Linked DNA regions of Mus musculus: region 2 is linked to region 1. A link is a contact called in public promoter capture Hi-C data. All regions are on one chromosome and are shown on one strand. The core of a region is the stretch at or near the end of the contact, and the rest is flanking DNA. Distances in the headings are between cores, read along the strand shown.

Region 1 (2,700 bases), core at 7-2,506:
CAACAGACTACTGTTTCATACACCAACATGATCTAAGCTTTCTGCTTTACAAAAGCAAAAATATTCTAAATCATATCATTGATTTTCACCCAAGTCAATGAAGCATGAGAAAAATCTCGACTAAGAAAACAGGTCTAACTGAAGTTTAGTTGCTTATTGAAGACTGTCTCACATTAAGATATATCTAAACATTTGAGTGTTTCAACATCCTAGGTCGTGAAATTCTTAATGTTACCTTACAAATAATCAAATTTCTTCTCACACAAATCTACCCAAATGATCAAGCTATGTTTTGAACACCTAGAATAAACAAGAATCATTCCATTCACAGCAACAGCTTGAAAACCAATATAAGACCTGGGTCGTGATTGAATTCAAGTCATTTCCAATGTTTCAAAGGAATTTTTTCTCTTATTTATTTATCTATTTTCCTCTGTAGAGGATAGTCATTTTTCACAAAAGAGCTTGGGGAATTGAAAATCAATTTCGATCAACCACAGGTCCCAAATCCCGATTTGGAGTATTAAGGTAAATGAGTATCAATTTAGCCAGACCTTGAAAACGCAATACATTTCTGTCACTTAGAGTTGTCCTGGTGCTCAGGAACCCCAGGAACACAAACCCTTCCTTTAGGAGAGGTGCTCGCGCGCTGCTGTTCAAAGCCTACAATACCGCTGAGATAAAAAGCTCATTTTCATTTCGGTGTGAAAAACAATTCTACTCGAGAGAAAGAATGTCTCGTTTTTCATCTTAATGAAAGGCAGGCCCTGGGAATCCCTGCCACCTTCATGGAAGCTAAGGTTTGTAGGCATCCAAGAACTGGCACGGGGTGAGGCGTCCTAGGCGGTTCTATGGAAACGGGAGACGCGAGCGGCCTAGCGCCCGGAGCCCCGGCAGCGGGCAGCGGCCTGGGCGCGCTGCGGGGCTCGCCAGGGACCTGTCTGCCCAGAAGGGCCGGGCAGGCCGAGATCGGAGGGCCCGGCCATCGGCACGGGCGCGGGCCCCGAGTTCACCTTGAAGGAACCAAGGCTGTGAAAGCACGAGCGCCAAGCGCCTCCGCGGCCCAGAGAGGACGGCCGGGAAGTCAGAGGCGCTGCCTGAGAACGCGGTAAATGGCGTCTTCCGAGCTGAGGCGCTTTACCTTCCCGGCCGAAGCTTCTGGGCTGGTTTCGTCTTGCGAAGCTGCCGGTGGTGGCGGTAGGGGCGACGACTACCACCGTAGGACTCCCTGCTCCAATAAACTAGGTTCTAGGAAACAATTTCCCGCCGCGCGCTCGGCGTTCCCGGAAGCAGTTTACCAGTTCCGGGTGGTTGTCAGTGACGCTCTCGAGCGGTCGCCAGGGCTGCCTGAGATGCCGACTATTTGGTTCTGGCCAGCGCGTCAGGCCCTTGCAGGATCAGCGCCATAGACGGAGATTGGTAAGTGACTTTTCCCTCTCTTCCCGGTGTTTTCGGCCTGCCAGCTACCTGCCGAATGTGGATAGGACCGAGAAGTGAGCAGACAGAAGTTGGCCCCCTAAATCCCCATCCTTTCCTCTGGTGCCTGATCCTCCTTGAGGCTGGAGAAGGCCCTGGGATCCGGCTCACTGTCTTCATTCGCTTGACTTACCTCCAACGTGGAAGTCGATCTTAGCCGAAGACAACTGGTTCTGTGCAGTGTTTCTACCCTGTCTATTCGCAGGGTTTGGTCTCCCTGTTTCTTGAAAGTTACATTATGTACCCTTTACTGAATACTGTTAAAATAGTTGGGGGTTCACTTGGGAGGGCAAGCAGGCAGCTGAAGACGGCGGCTTTTGCATGCATTCAGAATGGGACATTCCTGATTTTCAATTAATTGAACTTTTCTCCTTCAGTTTTAATTAAAAATGGCTTCTGTTTTTGTTTTTTTTGTTTTTTGTTTTTTTTCTGCTATGCATTACTGAGACGCTATCATTCCTATAACGGTATGCATCAGCTTTAGATACACGTTTTATGTTGTGGAAATCATTGATTAGAATCAGGTACACTTTCAGTAAGGAATGTTCTGACTTTACTATGAACTCACTGCGAATAGTTCAGGATAATTTTGGGTGGGGATTTGGAGTTACCCAGAGGAGTTGTAAAGAGAAATTGCTTTTGACAAATGTCTAGTTCGAGGAAAGATGCTCATTTATTCAAAGACGCAAAAAGTGTTACTCTTTCTTGACCAATGCAGTTTCCTCGGGGGAGTTCACTCATCCTCTTATTATTTGTTGATCACCTTTTCCCATTTCTCCAAATCAGTCAATCTCAAAAGACGTCTAGAGTGTACCATAAATTAAAATATAATATTAGGACTAGAGAGATGGTACACTGATTAAGAGCTCTCTGCTCTTCCAGAGGTCACTAATTCAATTCCCAGCACCCACATGGCAGCTCACAACTATCTGTAACTCTAGTAACATGAGATTCAGTGACCTCTTCGGGTGTGCAGGTATACATGCAGATGAAACACCATGTACATAAAATATATGCATAAACAAATCTTTTTAAAAAGAAAAATGTCATATATTCAATTAAAGGGACCTGAAGCATCAGACAAGCGCCCCTTTGCCTTTTGAGAGTAAAACTATATTTAGAAAAGCATGTTGATCTTTTTAACTGCCTGTTTGATTAATCACTGAACTTTTATAGTTTCTGAATGATGCAAATATTGTCACCTTATGATTTTTTTAACTTATA
Region 2 (2,700 bases), core at 124-2,623, 4.6 Mb after region 1:
AGGACTCTAGAGCCTGCCACAAGCCAGATAGTCATCTCTGAATTCTTTCTGAGCTTATGGCCAAGAAACAACACTGTGCCATCTTACCGAGTGGCCCCCTTCTGCAGCAAAAACAAAGTACAGAGGGCACTGTGTTTCTCTGCAGAAAATGCATTCGATAAGGCCAGTGCAATCATTCACTAGTCCATCTATAAGTAGAATCCAATTTTTGCATTTTTTTTGCATTATATAACAAGTATTTGTGTACAGGTGTTAGCTTCCTCAGATTCTCGAGAACTCACATCAGACTTTTTTTTGTTTTTAAACAGTTTTCTGCTTGTCACACACCATTTAGCTGAGGCACTCGTGCTAAGAATGGTCCCAACTGCATAACCGATGAGATTAGCAAAATACTCAAAAGGGCAGTGACCTGCTCCTACACCCACCAGAGAGTTTTGGAGTGTTGGAAGTACAGTTCTCCCTCTAGGAAACTTATTAGGAGATACCACAGTAAGAATCTTCCTAATTATCCTTTATAATGCTCTCCCGTGGGTCTCTTTATAATTTCTGAAGGTTAGTCAAATTCTCAAAGGGATTTCTTAATCCGAAATAGATGTATCAATAGCTAGTGGTTGGGTGCAAGCGCAGGGACTTGATACTGACAGTGGGGGTGATTTCTGGTGGCTTGCAAGGCCACACCCAGTCCCTATCCACTTTTCATGTCCCCTCAAAGTGCTCCGCCTTTCCTTAAGCTCTAACTTTCTCTGCTCTCTTCAAAGAGCAAAGAACCACCCAGAACTATGACGGCCATTTAGGTTTTTCTTTTTAAAGAAAAATTTTATCACCAACCCCTCTCCTCACTATCAAGGGTGCCAACAATTAAGAAAACAGAAGCGACGGTAAGTATGCCCTTATCAGCAAACTGCCGCCAAACTTTGAATGAAGAAAAAACACAGTCGTCAGATTTGCATAGTCTTCTCTTGTAAGAGGATAAACTCCCTTCTTTCTCACTGAGAACAAACCCACCGGAAAGCTGGGAGATCTGGCTACGAAAACTTTAAACGGTTTGGAAGACCGCAGCAGCAGCTTTGGGGAGGTAGGGATACTTCCCAAAGTCACTCCAGAGGGGCTTTCATGAATGTTGGCTCCGGATACCCGGCCACCACGTTCTCCACGTGCCCCATCAACTCCCTTCTACCCTCTTCACCTCCTGCCCAGAACGGGATAGCTTCCAGTTACCTGCTAGCCAAGTCTCGAGGCTTGAGCACACGGTGCAGCAGAGGAAGCAAGAAAGCCGGCAGCCCCTCCAGCAAGGAGCCGCAGATTCTACCTCCGGAGTAGCGCGCCCCACACCGCACGCGGCTACGGCGCAGCAGAGCGCACTGGAAGCCCCGCCCACTCCCGCGAGGCCACACCCCCGGAAGAGAGCTTTTTAGCCCTTGGCAGGCGCCGTAGTCAGCCTCCAACAGGCTCGGCCTCACTCTGGGCTCCGGCGGCGAGTGCACAGCCCCCCGCTGCCCGTGTGGGGGCGGTCCTGTGTGTCGCTTCCCACGCATCTCTCCCGGCCCCTGCAGTAGAACCCCGAGCAGGGCAGCATTGCCCGGTGTCTCCTCCCCGCTTCAGCAGCCTGCGTTACTGCCTTGGTGCTGCGGCTGCAGAAGCTGCGGCAACTGGGGTGCAGCCTGCGCTCTGCGGCTCGGACGGGAGGGCGCGGAACAGGTGATCTGGGCAGTGTCGCAGCGTCCTATCCACGCTCCCTTCCGCATCCCCGCCCCTCGATCGCACCTCCTCCGGAGCTGAGAGTAGCTCCTCCGGCTCTGCAGCAACAGCAGCAGCAGCAGCAGCAGCGAGTCCTGGACTGCCTGTGGGAGGCACACCCACCTAGCCCGGCCGCACCCCTGCGCAGCAGCATGTCGGCGCTCGAGTGGTATGCCCACAAGTCTCTGGGCGATGGCATCTTCTGGATTCAAGAACGGTTCTACGAGTCAGGCAACCGGGCCAACATTTGGCTGGTGCGCGGCTCGGAGCAGGACGTGGTGATAGACACTGGCCTGGGGCTGCGCAGCCTTCCGGAGTACCTCTACTCCTCTGGCCTCTTGCAGGATTGCGGGTCTAAAGAGGATGCAGGACGCCGGCCACTGCTGGCCGTGGCCACCCACGTGCACTTCGATCACTCCGGCGGTCTCTATCAGTTCGACCAGGTGGCTGTGCACCGCGCCGAGGCCGAGGCCCTGGCTCGCGGGGACAACTTTGAGACCGTGACCTGGCTTTCTGACAGCGAGGTGGTGCGGGCGCCCAGCCCTGGCTGGAGGGCCAGGCAGTTCCGAGTGCAGGCAGTGCAACCCACCCTCATTCTGCAGGATGGTAATGGGCCCCGCGGGCGTGCGCTGTCACTGAGGGAGGGGCTTGGAGAGCGTGTACAGCATGTTACAGACCTCCTTGGCACTGTTGGGGTACAGTGCGGGAATACTCTGTTTCACCCTTTGCTGCGTGGAAGTCAGCTTAAGCAGAGACTAGGCCCTGGCAGGCTTCTCTGTCCGGAGATGCGCGCTGCTGCTGTGTGGCTGTCTCTTTGAAAGCTCACACCATCCCCAGTCAGTCAGCTACAGTAGTAACACTGCAGAGACTTGTGACTGGAGATTTTCCATTCTTTTCCCAAGTACCGGTTGAACATTTTCAGCTTTTGTAACGAGTAGGCTTTTAAGCAATGGCACCTTGGGA

What was found. Promoter capture Hi-C pulls out the DNA fragments that hold promoters and counts their contacts.
Region 2: a contact with region 1 is called in a promoter capture Hi-C map of pre-B cells. The contact joins the promoter of Polr3g here to the promoter of Slf1 in region 1. A contact is called at or near these places in 2 of 39 promoter capture datasets (liver and pre-B cells).

Annotation. Positions count from the first base shown.
Region 1 is chr13:77,134,212-77,136,911 of GRCm38.p6, forward strand. Slf1 (SMC5-SMC6 complex localization factor 1) reads right to left here and starts at 1,257. Exons shown (of 21, transcript NM_134071.3): 1 at 1,142-1,257. 2210408I21Rik (RIKEN cDNA 2210408I21 gene) reads left to right here and starts at 1,325. Exons shown (of 20, transcript NM_001145676.1): 1 at 1,325-1,419.
Region 2 is chr13:81,709,640-81,712,339 of GRCm38.p6, forward strand. Polr3g (polymerase (RNA) III (DNA directed) polypeptide G) reads right to left here and starts at 1,374. Exons shown (of 8, transcript NM_001081176.1): 1 at 1,219-1,374. It overlaps Mblac2 (metallo-beta-lactamase domain containing 2), which reads left to right and starts at 1,778. Exons shown (of 2, transcript NM_028372.1): 1 at 1,778-2,343. The coding sequence starts at 1,890.